2 separate regions of the Sus scrofa genome follow, and region 2 is linked to region 1. A link is a contact called in public HiChIP or PLAC-seq data. All regions are on one chromosome and are shown on one strand. Each heading gives the region's core, a stretch centred on a gene start, on an enhancer-like site or on the middle of the called end of the contact. The rest is flanking DNA. Distances are from core to core; before and after follow the strand shown. Region 1 holds the start of RNASEL (ribonuclease L). Region 2 overlaps LOC110255526 (a long non-coding RNA gene).

Evidence for each region. HiChIP or PLAC-seq counts read pairs in DNA pulled down with a chosen protein or histone mark.
Region 2: an H3K27ac HiChIP or PLAC-seq map of skeletal muscle shows a contact between it and region 1. The contact joins the enhancer-like site here to the promoter of RNASEL in region 1. A contact is called at or near these places in 4 of 5 promoter capture datasets (fetal liver, fetal skeletal muscle, liver and 1 more), 32 of 47 Hi-C or Micro-C datasets (adipocytes, adipose tissue, alveolar macrophages and 17 more) and 2 of 2 datasets of contacts at active chromatin or transcription factors (alveolar macrophages and skeletal muscle).

What each region holds. Positions count from the first base shown.
Region 1 is chr9:123,905,908-123,913,456 of Sscrofa11.1, forward strand. It overlaps RNASEL (ribonuclease L), which reads right to left and starts at 4,479. Exons shown (of 7, transcript NM_001097512.1): 1 at 4,441-4,479; 2 at 247-1,906. The coding sequence starts at 1,717. LOC110255523 (a long non-coding RNA gene) reads left to right here. Exons shown (of 4, transcript XR_002335960.1): 3 at 6,916-7,087. It overlaps RGS16 (regulator of G-protein signaling 16), which reads right to left. Exons shown (of 5, transcript XM_021063763.1): 5 at 7,272-7,549.
Region 2 is chr9:124,068,513-124,076,061 of Sscrofa11.1, forward strand. LOC110255526 (a long non-coding RNA gene) reads right to left here. Exons shown (of 5, transcript XR_002335965.1): 2 at 3,239-3,324; 3 at 883-1,058. Among named protein-coding and RNA genes, the nearest start is that of RGS8, 18 kb to the left of the region's middle. Within about 2 kb of position 3,844, at least 4 of the 83 cell types and tissues checked have an H3K27ac peak or open chromatin away from gene starts, as enhancers often do. A contact at or near this core is called in fetal skeletal muscle and skeletal muscle, where this site is marked.

The DNA of each region.
Region 1 (7,549 bases), core at 3,229-5,728:
GTGAGGATGCAGGTTCGATCCCTGGCTTCATTCCGTGGGTTAAGGACCTGGCATCACTGCAGGTTGCAACGTAGGTCACAGATGCAGCTCGGATCTAGTGCTGCTGTGGCTGTGGTGCAGGCCGGCACTTGCAGCTCTGATTCAACCCCTAGCCTGGGAACTTCCATATGCCGTGGGTGCAGCCATAAAAAGAAAAAGTAAAGAAAAACCCTACGACTGACTTTTAAGAGAAGGCTAGGGACTCACCTATTAAGATGTTTTGTGGCTGCAGATCCTGGTGAGAGTATCCAGAGCGATGGAGTTCTCCAATAGCTTTAAACAGAGACGAGAGGATGTTTCGGGCAGACTCATCCTCCTCGTTTGGCACAGCGTCCCCTCGGTGGTTGGCCAAGTGCTCCTGCAGCGTGTACTCACACAGCGCGAGGCACACATGCAGACAGCTCCCGTCGCTCTCACTGCCATAGAACGTCACCACGTTATCGTTGGCTCGGCTGCTCTGCAGGCAAGAGACTTCCTGTTGTCCCCGTGTGCTGCCTTCACTGAACCGCTTCACAGCCACCTCTTGGTCTTCATAGAGCCCCAGGTAGATGCCCCCTTCAGCAGTGTCCGCAATTTTATACTCTTCGTCAATGAAGATCTTGAGTTTGCCAATCATGGGGCGCCATATCCTGTGCAGATGTTTCAGGGCCTCCCCCCAGCGTGAGCTCTGAGGCTTCCAGTCTTTAGCAGGAGGGCGAAAATCTTCTCCGGCTTTATGAAGGCGAAGAAACTTCACAAGGTCACTGTCGTAATTGCGTCTCGCTATTGCCACAAGGTCCCCGCAATTTGTGCTGGCCCCTCTGTGGCACAGCAGCTTGGCGATTTCCTCTAGTCTGAGTTCGACAGCAAGCAGCAGGGCCGTCTTGCCCTCTCTGTCTGTGTCATTCACTTCTATCTGTTCTTGTTCCAGAAGCATCTGCACCAAATCCAGATTCTTCCTTTCCACTGCCAGGATCAGGGGCGTCTTACTTCCTTCCCCCCTCACATTGACATCGGCCCCGTGGTCCAGCAGGAGGCGAGTGATGGCCTTCGCCTTCCCATCGTCGGGGTTGAGAAGAGCATAGACCAAAGCATTTCTGCCCATGTTGTCACGGGCATCGACCTCTGCCTTCATCTCGTGGAGGAGGATCGTCACGACACCCACATGCCCCTTTTCAGCAGCATCCATGAGGGCGGTGGCCCCTCCTTTCCGAATCCTCTCTTGATCCTGCTTTGTCTTTCGATGCATGTTCACGTCTGCTCCATTCTCATACAGGAACCTTAAGGCTTCGACTCTACCGTACACGGCGGCTTCCATGAAAGCTGTGAAGCCATTAACATCGCACTCGTTCACATCTTCCACGTTAGGAAGTAAGAGTTGGAGCAGCCTCACGTTCCCGGTGATGCCAGCGATGATGAAGGGAGTGGCCCCATTCCTCTTCCGCAGACAAGGGTCGGCGCCATGCTTCAGCAGAAGAGCCACAAGGTCCTCACTGTCCATTTGCACTGCACTATGCAAAGGTGACCAGCCCCATTCCTCTTCCTGGAAATTGGCATCAGCCCCTCTTTCTAGCAATTGCCGGACCTGCTCAATGTCTGCTTCTTGAACAGCTTGAGTCAACATTTCTTCCAAGGAAGCCCCCCCATCACTAGAGGGTGTGGGTGTTTCCTGAGGGTTGTTATGGCGCTTGGTCTCCATGACAGTAAATACCACTGGCTGCAACTCTTTTTGCCTTTTCTTTGAGAAAATGAAAACGTATCTCCTTGGAATTTGACCAAAGGGGACATGGAACGCTTAGAAGCTCCTGTCAGGGGAAATGGGAATTATCTGGCCATAGCCCCTCGCTATGAGGCAGCACAGTGCTCGTGGAGTCTTCTGACTTTCCGCCTAGAGATGAGAGAGGTACTTTATAATGTTATAATAGTGAGAAAACACTTGTATCAGAGAAATTAATTTTTTTCTTCACTGTGCTCAAGGCATACAGAAGTTCCTAGGCCAGGGGTCAGACCTGTGCCACAGCAGCAATCTGAGCCACTGACAATGCAGGATCCTTAACCTGCTGTGCCACCAAGGAAATTCTCAGAAAAATTAATTTTATTAGCAACCTTTTCAAAATATATCTACTCAGTTATTATAGAAACTTTGATTACAGGATATCATAAATATATACAAATTATAAATAAGAAAATTATTATTCTATGGTACCACTGCCCAGAAACAGGCATTGTTAATATTTTAGTATAGCTCCATAGATTTTTTAAAAATAGTTGGGCTCCTGCTAGGTAAATAACTTTGCATCCTCTTCCCTTTCATTTAATGCTTCACTATAAATGACCTATGTTATTACAAAGTGTTTTAAAACATTTCATGGCTGTGCAATATGCCATCAGAGAGTTGTTGCAGTTCCCTATTACCGAGCAGATTTTTCAAGTAACTTTTAGACAAGAGTTTTAAAATGAGAACATCTTCACAATTCTAAATAATGTGGCAGCAAGCAGCTTATTTTAGTTTGCTTTCTTATGACAGAGCTTGTAAGAGATTTCTTTTTTTTTTTTTTTTTTTTTTTGTCTTTTTGTTGTTGTTGTTGTTGTTGTTGCTATTTCTTGGGCCGCTCCCGTGGCATATGGAGGTTCCCAGGCTAGGGGTTGAATCGGAGCTGTAGCCACCGGCCTACGCCAGAGCCACAGCAACGCGGGATCCGAGCCGCGTCTGCAACCTACACCACAGCTCACGGCAACGCCGGATCGTTAACCCACTGAGCAAGGGCAGGGATCGAACCCGCAACCTCATGGTTCTTAGTCGGATTCGTTAACCACTGCGCCACGATGGGAACTCCAAGAGATTTCTTGTGATAGATTTCAAAGAACTGAATGGTCAAAGGCTGTGATTGTTTTTAGGATTCTCAGCCTGTATTACTGATTTTTTTTCCAATGCCATATAAACATACTCTTATCAGAAACAGATGGCCTCTTGGGAGTTCCCGTCGTGGCGCAGTGGTTAACGAATCCAACTAGGAACCATGAGGTTTCGGGTTCGGTCCCTGCCCTTGCTCAGTGGGTTAAGGATTCGGCGTTGTCGTGAGCTGTGGTGTAGGTTGCAGACGCGGCTCGGATCCAGTGTTGCTGTGGCTCTGGTGTAGACCGGTGGCTGCAGCTCCGATTCAACCCCTAGCCTGGGAACCTCCATATGCCGCGGGAGCAGCCCAAGAAATAGCAAAAAAAGACAAAAAAAAAAAAAAAAAAAAAAAAAAAAAAAGAAGAAATAGATGGCCTCTTGAAAACACCAGAACCCTCATTTAATGAGACAAAATGTGTCTTCTGTCAATTTGCATTTCTGGTTGCCATTGCTCGGTGTGTCTCTGACTCTCTGCGGATGTGCTTTCCTATTTTAAGGTAGTATAGGATAGGAGTTCCCTAGTGGCCCGGCAGTTAAGGATTCGGTGTTGTTACTGCTGTGGTGCAGGTTCAGTCCCTGGCCTGAGAACTTGCACAGCTGCAGGTGTGGCTGAAAAAAATTAAGTCATGCAGGGTAGGGGAAAGAGCTAGGCTCTGACCTCAGCAAGATCTACATTTGAGCCCCTGGTTGTCTGACTACTAGACTCTTACTTCCTAATTGTATAACCTTAGATTATTGAGTCTCAATTTTCTGTTTCCTCAAATGTGGCAACGATAAATAAAGTCCCCCCTAGAAAGTGTATTAAAGTAGGGAGGGGGAAATATTAGGCATCCGATAAATGGTAGAGCTAATGATGTCCCCTTATAAAAAGGTTAATAAATCCACCCTCCCCACCCATGTGCATATACCTGCTACACAAATAGGAATCTGGGGTGTTTGTTTTTAGTCCAGCTGCCCTCAGTCACATCAGAGCAATTTAGAACCAGTTCAAATATCAGACAGCAGCAAACTGTTACTTACATATTTAGCGAACTGCATCGGCTACAAAATTCACAAGGCCACCACTTTTCAGCCATCTCACCCCTCTGACATTCTCAAAACTCCCACCTGGGAGAGCCGATCGATCGGATGGGCAGCGTAAGCACAAACACCCGGCAGTGACACCTCTGCTTGTGTAGACAGTTCTGGTGAGGATGGGTGTTGAGGTGGGCTGGAGTAAGTAAAGGAGCAGAGGAGGAAGAAACTCAAAGAAAGCGAGAGCAGAGAACAGAAACAGCTCAGCGAAAGGGCTGCAAGGGGAGAGTCTCGATTTCACTTTCATTTTCTCCAAGTACCAGAGATGCCCGACAAACCAAGCCCACTTGAAAGAAGACTGTGTGGATAGTGACAGAAACCCTGGAATGCTCCCGGGGGTGCAGGTCCTCCGGAGCTGTGTGTCCTTCCTTCCGCCCAGCCCACCCTCGGGAATCGTTCAAAGAAAACACCTTCTCAGGCTTTTCCGGCTCTCTTCCTTCTGCGCACCTTACCTTTTAAATGCAGCCGCCTCCTCCCTCTGGCAGCACTTCATCGTCAAATCCTCTTGCCAGCGGGCAAACAGCGCCTCCTGAGGAAGTCCCTGAGCCAGTGGGCGGGGCCAAAAAAATGTGGAAGGAGGAGGGAGGGCACACTGCACATGCCCACACCCAGGCAGAGGTGGTGGCACCTTTAAACCCCCTAGAGGAAAGGGATGGCTCTTCCCTGGCAGCTGGGCGCTGACTTGACGTCCAGGATCCTGCTGCTCAGCCTTGAGCCTTTCAGGTCCCAGCATCCAGCTCCATCCCAACCATGTTTTCCCAAATCCCTGTCTTTTTGAAGGAGTGAATAGTACCTGCTACCGGAAAAGAAGAATGATGACGATGATGGTGATGGTAGCAGACATTTACATAGCTCTTGCGTGTGCTCAAGTAACTGTTCTGAGCCCTTTATATATATTAAATCACAAAATCTAATCCTTATGAGGTAGCTACTATTTTTGACCCCATTGTACAGATGAGGAAACTGAGGCACGAAATGATTAACTTCCCTTGTTCTAGAGATTCGGGCTGCATCACTGGACAGCATAGAGGAAAATGCCCACCCTCATTCTTATGGGAGAAGCCAGACAACATAAGTATATATAATATGCTTTGTGGTGAAAATGCTGCAGAGAATAATTAGTAGTAATTAATAAGGAGGGTTGGAAATACCAGGATGAGGATTTGCAGTGAAGGGAACTATTTTATAAATAATGAAGATTCAAACTCCACTGTCTAGCACCTGACTAACTTACATCTCTCACCCTTTGGCTCCTTCCTCAATTATTTACGTTTTAAACCTTTCTTTTCCTCATAAAGCAATTTGAATAACCAGGCGAGTTTAAAGGATTTGGGAGCCTGACCTGATGTAGCCACAGGGGGGCAGCAGAGGGTGAGGATGGGCCAGAGCCTTTCAGTGCCACAAGGAAGCAACAGCACTGATTCAGAAATAGCACCAGCTGGCCTGAATTAATGGCTTGACCTTCTGCTTTCTTATCTGGAATTCTGGAGTGCATCTTACATCAGATGAAATATAGCATGGAAACATCTGTACTATACCTGAAAAAGTAGACCTGGAATCCTGGCTTTGAATCACGACTCTTCCATTGTTTTCAAAAAGTCAAATAGTTATCGACTGATGCCTCCTGAGTCCAAGGCCCTGTGCTAAGTACCTGGAATCAGATCATAAGAATAGATAATATTCATGGGACGTTAGTGTGGTGCTAAACACTTTTATTTCATCCCCTGTTCCCTAGGCAGGGTGCATTCTTATTGTCCTCATTTACAGATGAGGGACCCAAGCCTTGGAGAGGCTTATTAACTTCCCAAGGCCATACAGCGAGTGAGCCAGGAGTCCAACCCCAATATTCCTGCTCCACAGCTCCTGCTCTGAATCGCTTTACTGTGGTCTGTTCTGTCCCATCTTATCAGATAATACGGCTCCTGATCTTGAAAGAGAGCGGTTTAGGGAAAGAAAAAGCGCTGTGGAGAGAGAAGTAGTGCTTCCAGTTCGCACGTGAGGCAATCAAGGTAAGAATGGTGTCCCAGAATCACGGAAGTGGCAGAGATTAATTCTCTGCAGTGGACGTCTGGGAAGGCTTCACTTGAGGAAGTGAGGGTTTGCTGGATTTTCAGGAGTTCTTTTGAGGAGGATATGTTCCTTCTCAGCCCCCAACCCCCAATTGAAAAAAAAAAAAAAAGAAGCCATTCAAAGCAGAGAGGACAGCTTGTGTCTAAGGGCCGTCTGGGCAGGAGATAAGTCAGGAGAGGGACTTAGGTGGGATCAGAGCCTCACATGTCATCTAAGAGATGAATGTGCCCTTATAGTCAAAGGGAAGCTGTCAAAGGGCTTTGATGCAGTCATGGTGTGCTCAGTTCTGTGTTTTATGAGTAAAGATGGACCCAGCCTGGAAGGTGAGCTGGAGGGGGAGAGGACTGGGGAGGGAAACCATGTGGGAAGCTGTTTTTGGAGCCCAGATTAAAGAGGATGAAATTTGCCTCTAAGAAATCTAGGTGAACTGGGAGAAGCAGCGTCTTTGTATCAGCGTTAGGGAGACAGAAGGCAGTAGACATCAGAGGGGCACATAACGACCTTGGCTTTGACTGTGCTCCATATGAAGAGCCTGTGGGACGTCTGGGGAGAGGAGTCTATAGGAAGCTGGAAAGGGTCATCTAACTGGTCATCTCTTGCTGGATTTAAAAAGAATCATTAACTTAAGAGACATTTGCTAAACATGTATATGCTAGCACGTTCTATGGGTGTAGAACATTGAAGAAAGGTCATGTCTCATCTCAGAGACATGATGAAATTACAAAGAATACTAATTGTTTTTAGTTTATATGACATCACAGTGGCACAGAAGTAGACCCCCCCAACCCACCCCCCGCACCCCAGTGGATAATGCATGGTTCATTGACAAAGGAGAACCACCCCTTGCTCTGTTCCAGGAAGAACTTGGAACGGCTCGGGCTGGGTCCAGTCGACAGAGGAGATGGGCTCTGAAGTGACAGCTGAGCTGGTCCAATCCACGCGACATAACAGCTTGGCTGTTGCATTGTCACCCGCTGAAGGAAGTTACCCATAATGGTGGCCACCATGAGAACCAGTCAGCAGGCAAAGGTGGGTCTTCGCCTTGTGCCTCTGCTCTTAACCTAAGAGCTCCCCTGTCTGTGTCTGTCCTGTGGCATTTCCAGAGGCCCTCTCTCCCAGGCCACCACCTCCCCCCGCCACCCCCGGCCTCCCAGCCCCCAGGGAACTTCCCTTTCCCTCTTCCCCGGACCCCACAGCCCCTGCAGACAGGATCTCACATTTGGGTTTTATTTTTATTTCACAATAAAATCACATGCTAAAACAGGAAAAGGAGGGTTGAGTACACCATTCGTATCTAGGAAACCAGCTCCTGTGTCAACAATAAATAAATATTTAAACAGCGAGGAGTTCCTGACAGCCCCTGCGAGGTGGCCAGCACTTCTGGAGGAAGAGTCCAGTGGAGAGGGAGCCAGTCAGGCTGCCAGCTCCCGTGGAGACTCCAGCAGAGGCCAACTCCAACGGCAATAAATAACAATAGCAACAACCCAACGA
Region 2 (7,549 bases), core at 2,594-5,093, 160 kb after region 1:
GTCCACCCTCTGTGGGACAGCCAGTGTGGTCTTTAAAACCTGTAAAAATTAGGTGACTGCCCTTCAAATTTGCCAATGGGTTGATACTTCATATAAAATCCAACCTCCTTATTCGAGCTTACAAAACATAGTAATAACTCAATAAATATCTCTTGAATACTCTTAAACATATTTTTAAAAAGGTCTGAAAAACATATGCCAAGCTGCAGTTTTCTTAGCTATTAATTTGCTCTATGGCATCTTTTATAACCGAGAACAAGGTTATTTACACTTTGTGAAAAAGAAGAAAGAGCAGGAGAGGGGATGAGGAGGGGAAGAAGAAGAAATGAAGGATATTTCCAGATAAATTCCACTCAAGGAGCTCCCATCATGGCGCAGCAGAAATGCATCCAACTAGTAACCATGAGGTCGCAGGTTTGATCCCTGGCCTCATTCAGTGGGTTAAGGATCCAGCATTGCTGTGGCTGTGGTGTAGGCTGGCAGCTGTAGCTCCAATTTGACCCCTAGCCTGGGAAAAGCCAAAAAAAAAAAAAATCCACTATAATGACCAATTATTATTATTATTATTATTATTATTATTACTATTTTCCCCTTCTAAGTCAAATAGAGTCTTGCTTACTTGCCTTGCAAGAGGTTACCAGCAAGAAAGAGAACAGAAAAGATACCTTACTTTCCAGCTTTCTTTTTTTTTTTCCAAAGAGCAAAACCTATTGAGGGGAAAAGAGTCTGATGAAATCAAAAGGGCCCCAGAAGGACAGTGGGATGGGAATTTCCATCTAAGAGAATGAAAGGGCCCTGGGTTAGAGTAAGAGAGAGACTGAAGGGACCTTGGAGAAAAAGGACATATGCAGCCTAGGCCAAGCTGCAAGGCTGCGTTCTTACCCTAGGTTCCCAGATTCCTCATGGGTTTCAGGGCCCCAAGAGCCAACGGGATCCTGTGGGCTCAAGAAGCAGCAGTCTCAGTGGAACCAGCATGGATAACTGTCCAATACAACATGCTGGCCCTGCCTGAGGCCGTAGAATCTTGGCACAGCTCGTGGGGAGTAAGAGAGGTTAGCCTAGAATGACAGAGGTTAAATTTCCTGTCAGTCCAAGAGGCTGGTATCCAGAGTCAAAATTAAGTTGATTTATAGAAACAAAGGAAATGCCATATTTCTTAGATAGCTTTATTTGTGTCCTGCGATTTATACCCACTATCTCCTTGTACGAAAATGTGCAAAGGATTTGTCACCTTCGTAATTAGTTCTGATGCAATGCCATTACTATGATAATGTCACTCTTACTCACATGCATTCCAATGTGCTTTCCTGGAGCAGGGAGGTGGAAGAAAAGGGGGATGGATTATGCAGAATGCTGGTGTTGTCCCAGAGAACGTATTTCATGCATACATATTAGCTGGCATACCATTTCATTGAGCAAAGAGCTGAGAACTGTTGTTTTTCGCCTGTCTCATTCCGACTCAATTACTGTTGGTTGTTTGCATGGACACTATAGTGTCCATGAGGATGCAGGTTTGATCCCTGGCCTCACTCAGTGAGTTAAGGATCTGGTGTTGCCACAAGCCACGGGGTAGGTCACAGATGCTGCTCGGATCTGGTGTTGCTGCAGCTGTGGTGTAGGCTTCATCTGGAGGCCTAATTCGACCCCTAGCCTGGGAACTTCCTTATCCCACAGGTGCGGCCCTAAAAAAAGAACCCCAAACAGAAGGAGATGACCCGGCATAGCAGGTTCTGGACAAAGACAATCTAGGACGGACCTAGCTTTGCCAGTTCATTTTTATTTTTATCTTTTTTTTTTTTTTTTTTTTTTTGCTTTTTTAGGGCCCCACCTGTGGCATATGGAGGTTCCCAGGCTAGGGGTAGAATCAGAGCTACAGCTGCCAGCCTACACCACAGCCACAGCAATGCCAGATCCACCAGATCCGAGCTGCGTCTGCCACCTACACCACAGCTCACGGCAATACCAGATCCTTAACCCGCTGAGCAAGGTCAGGGATCAAACCAGGTGCTCCACGGTTCTTAGTCGGATTCCTTTCCTCCGTGCCACAAAGGGAACTCCAAGCTTTGCCAGTTCAATGAACTAATCCCTCTGTTTTCTCATCTGGAGGTAATAATACTCTTACTTCATGGGGTTATCATGAGGATTAAATGTGCTAATAATTTTAAGGTGGTTATTTAGCACAGTGCCTGTCAAGTGGTGCGTTCTATTAATGATAACTGTTATTACGAGCGTTTACTACAGTAGGCACTTGAAAAAAGCTGAATGAATGACCTATCCTCCAGCATATTTAGAACAGAAAATGACCCAAGAAATATGGAACTGGCCAGCACTCGTTTCAGTGCTGCTGTAGGCCAAGTACTGCCACATTTAGTTTTGCTGCTAAAGCACACATTGGGTATTTGTCACCTATCCAGAGGGGGGATGAAACACTGCAAGGGACATGCTATCTCACTGGTGATCAATAGCTGATGTTGGCGAGAATTTCAGCCATGACCAGGAATACACTTGGTGGTTATGCCCAATCATTTTTCTCCCAGAAGTGCTATCTTCCGGGGGAATCAATCTCGCAATTCTAGCCTCAAGTAGCATTAGAATAAATCGATTTGGGGAATAATGGGAAATCAAGAAATGTGTACCCTTCTGCTGGCGATGTATTTAAAAACCCTCAGCCAACGACTCAGCAGGGTGAACAGTTGGACAGCAGCCATTTAAAAACATTCAGATTTTAAGAAATGGTGTTGACAAATTCTTTTCCTAATAGCCTCTAGAAAAACCTTTGCGGTGAAAGAAAAATGATGCACATGTGATCAGCGGCTGTGTTCCTTTCCCACCGAAACGTAAAACAAAATCACAAACACGCCACGTTCTCTCCTGTCTTTGGGCCTTTCACCCATGCTGTTCCCTCAGCCCAGAATGTCATCCACGCACACCCCTTCCAAACACCCCCATAATCCTAGCAAATCAGGGGTTAAGGACACAGAGTAAAATCCCTAGTAGGTGACATTGAACATGTCATTTACCTTCTCTATGACTCAGGTTCCTGTGGGGATGATAACTGTACCATCCTTGTAGGGCTTTCGGAAAATTAAATAGGTTAATACATGGAAAATGCTTAGACTAGGACAGTTCATAGGCGGTAAGCACTACATAACTGGTGTCATTCTTGTCCTTCGCATCCTAGCGGCAGCTTTGAACCCTTGTAAAGGTGCTTCCATTCCCCTAAGCAGAGTTAACGCACCTCCTCCTCCAGGCCTGCACTTCTCTCTACTGAAGTATGTGTTGCCTTCGATGACAATCTCCAGTGTGTGTGTCTGCCTCGCCGGTCTGCAAAAATATGAGGAATGCAAATGCTATCATTAACCCTGGGAGTCTTCGAGCCTTTCAACTGAGCCATGAACATGATAGATGCACAATAAATATTTGGTTAACATATGAATGCATTCATTAAATGCTATTTAAGCTTTCCAAGCTTCCCTGCAGTCGGTATGTTCCCCTCCTTGCATCAAACTGTGGAAGGATTGTTGTGCTGTGACTGCCTCGAAAGTCAAATGAGGTAAGGTTTTGAACTGTCTCAGAGTGGGTATGATAATCACTGTATCATAAAAATTCATTCTTAACACCATTAACAGAATGGATTAATGTTATTACCAAGATGGCAGAATGACTTGGCCCAGAACGTGTTATCTCTAGAGATGAGACTTAAAGCTCAGGAAGCTCTAAAGCACTGCATCCCCCCAGCATTTCTGGGACATGGGACAAATTCCAGGCAGCGATGTAGGAGTGGTTAGTTGCAGCCAATCTGCAAGTGGAGCAGGACCTTGGCAGGCATGTGATCCAGGGGGACACCGAAAATAGCAAGCCCATGGAAGGCCAAGGGAATTTCCTCCTGTGAAAGTGAGAAGGCGATGATGAAATAAGGAGCTTCCTGGCAGTGAAAAGAAACATCCTGTTTGAGTTGGATGGCAAGAGAGAAACCCGGGAAGGTTCTGGCCACCCTGGGAAGGCTGTGTGGAGCACTGGGGAAAACACCAGATTTGGAATCAAAAGAATCCAATCTCTGTTCTTCGTGGGATGGGCTTTCCCCTCTTCGAAATGGGGATCAAATGAAGAAAACTGGAGAAGCGCTGCATCAATGTAAGAAATGATTCTATATTGCTGGAAAAGTCCCCTCCCACAGGAACTCACGGAATGGGCTCCCACCCTCACAGAAACCTCTCCATCATGCTAGGGGTAGAAAGAAATGTTTCCGCCTCCAATTCACTTAAATGAGCAACTTTTTAAAAAAATGTAGAGGGACGAGAAGCTTAAAGGTTTTAAAGGTTTTGCCTGGGAAAAAATGTACTAGGAGTCTCCTTTGGGGGCCACTACAAAATACATGAAACCATCCAGTATGATTTATGGCCTATGTAGAATTTTTTTAACCTTAAGGGCAAACATTTACGATGCAAAATGCCAGGATGCACACTGGGAGCTGCCTGCCTCTAGGTAGCAAGAACTTATTTTCCAACTTCATGTTTTGTGATACCACATTGGCAAGGTAAAATTAGCCACGGTGGATGGCTTTAACCCTAGAAGTTGATAAATTCTATAAATTCGTTGTTGGGGTTTTTTTCCGCTCCAAAACCTGGCTCACTAGCACACCACTGACAGAGCCCCAAAGGACTCAAGACTCCCCCCAGCCATCATGCTCCACTCCAAATGCTACAAAAAGGAAACTGCAGGAGTTCCTGTTGTGATGCAATGGGATCCATGGCGTCTCTGCAGCTCTGGGATGCAGGTTTGATCCCTGGCCTGGCACAGCAGGTTAAAGCATTGCCACAATGGCTTAGGTTTGGGTCTGATCCCTAGCCCAGAAACTCTGTATGCCACAGGGTGGCCAAAAAGAATAAAAAAAATAAAAAGGAAACTGCAGCCACACACACAAATACTAGATGGGGATATAATACTGTGAGGATAGAAAAACAAAAACATAATGAAAACCCCTAGTATATCAACTATACATGCCTATCACATGAGATTCTGGCAATGAGATGTCTTGAGGTTTTTTTTAACTGAGAGTAACTGCAATATGGCAGAGAATTTTGAATTAGCCTTATCTCCATATACTCAAATTCATACTTCAAATGAATATAATCCAAAGACATATTACAGGAGATCCCTGGTGGCCTAGAGAGTTAAGGATCCAGTGTTGCCTCTGTTGTGGCTCTGGTTACTGCTGCGGTTACTGCGTTTGATCCCTGACCCAGGAACGTCCACATGCAAAAAAAAAAAGAAAGAAAGAAAAGACATATTACATATTCAAACATCTCAATTGCACAATGAGGGTGATAGAATGGTGGAGTAAATAACTTATCAAAATAGGTGATCTGTCATTTACCCCATGGAACCAATAATATAGTGTTGTATCTATGACCTTTCAATACGCAGCAGTCAATGAAAGCATAGTCTGTTTTCTCTTACATGTTGTATCCATTCTCTTAAAGTTTAGGTGGACTGTTCCTTTTCTTCTAGAACACCAAACATTATGCTATGTTTCCAAGGCAGGTGCTTGTGACAAGAGAAGAAAATAATGCCTTGCCTGTGTAAAGTTCTCAGTGTCTCTCAGAGGTCGTTCTCACATGCAGTCTTCAACTGACTCTCATACACGCTCTCTAGAGTGAGGTGCACTCAGTTTCAGGCGAGAGGAAATGATCCTCACGCTAAGAAGAGCAGTGGAATCTGCAGCCTATGGTCCTTATGGCTGCTGGACGTGGGACACTGACTCAGAGCCACCAACACCACTGCCACTAGAATGACTATGGAAGGGGAACAGAACCTGCCACCCCAAAGTGTGTCTCTTTAGACTTTGATTCAGAGTAAGTAACAAAGAGAGCAGCTCTGCACGGGCATTCCATCTTCGCCTTTTTGCTGGTGAGGGGAAAGCAGAGGTGGCAGCAGCAGTGGTAGCTATTTCCCAGAGATTGCAATGGTTGTAGTTCTGATGTAGAAGCAGCAGCTGTGGAGCAGCTGCAATTTTCCATTAGGTCTACAGCTTGGTCGGGGGTATTGTTCCTCAAGGCTTACCTTCAAGCCCAGTTTTCCAGTCCACTCAACAGTTCTGTGATCCACCCAATCCTTTTTAAATAAATGCTTTTCCACTTATTCAACAAGAGTCAGCTTTTTCTGCTAGAGAACTCTAACACAAGAACACTAATACAATTATTTTTCTATTTCTCGGGTGTGGAGATTGAGGCTTTAAGAGGTTAAATTGCTCAAGATCACCAAGTTAGTCAATGACAGAGCAAGGAGTTAAACCAGGACTGTCATAATCCAAAACCCAAATTGTAAACCAGAAGAGGTACAGCACAAGGACATAAAACTGATGAATCAGAGTTGAGTTGCTGTTGTGTTTTGTTTTTTTTTTTTTTTTTACAGTTAGAATAAATGATAGAAATATCTAGTTCTAACCTAAAGTTCTGAGAAATAAGGTGTAAAAGCAGAGACCACAATCCAAATCTTCTGATCTGATGTGCTTTCCACGGTACCTCTCATCCTCAGAATCCTGTCACATTTTTATCTTATACATTTTGAGATGAATTTTTAAGTGCAGTTGAGTTCCAGACTAATACACAGAGAGGCTGTTACCACTGTTTCTTGATTCCACACATTCCTTCTATATCCAATGTCCATTTTACCCAAGTATATACTTTGGTAGTTCTTTCAACAAGAGTCTGTTTTTTAAATTATTTGTCATTAAATGCCTTTATTTTCCCTCATTCTTGAATGATAATTCAGTTAGATATCGATTTCTAGGTTGAACATCATTTGTCATCAAAAAGAGATTAATATGGGAGTTCCCAATGTGGCTCAGCTGAAATGCACCATGAGGATGTGGGTTCGATCCCTGGCCCCGCTTAGCGGGTTAAGGATCCATTGTTGCCGTGAGCTGTGGTGTAGGCCACAGATGTGGCTCAGATTCCACATTGCTGTGGCTGTGGTGTAGGCCAACAGCTGTAGCTCTGATTAGAGCCCTAGCCTGGAAACTTCCATATGCCCAGGGTACGGCCCTAAAAAACAAAAAAATAAAAATAAAAAAGGGATGGATAGGGATAGAACCTCTCCTTTCCTCTCTAATGGCTCTGTGATATGGGAAGTGATGGCTGTATCTTCTGTATAGTGCTTTTAAGGAAACGGGCAGGCGTGACCCTACCCTTCCCTACTTAGGATGCGGACCTGAGGTCCAGAGCTAAAGAAGCCACACACTGAAAATAGCAGCCACTTTACCAGCCCTTGACATCTAGACTCCTATATGGAAGAGGAATAAATTTCTATGTTTTAAAGGGTCTTTTTTTTTTAAAGCAGCTCCTATTGTATCCTAACAATTGTACCTCTGTTCTCTCCACTTTTCCTTGTGCCTTCTTGTGTGTTGTGTGTGTGTGTGTGTGTGTGTGTGTGTGTGCACATGCTCTCATGACCTTCTCACTCACCTCCATCTCTCCTATTCATGTCCATGTTTTTCTCCCTCATTATTTCTCTGTGCTGCATTCAGGGTGATGGTCTCAGTTCTTTC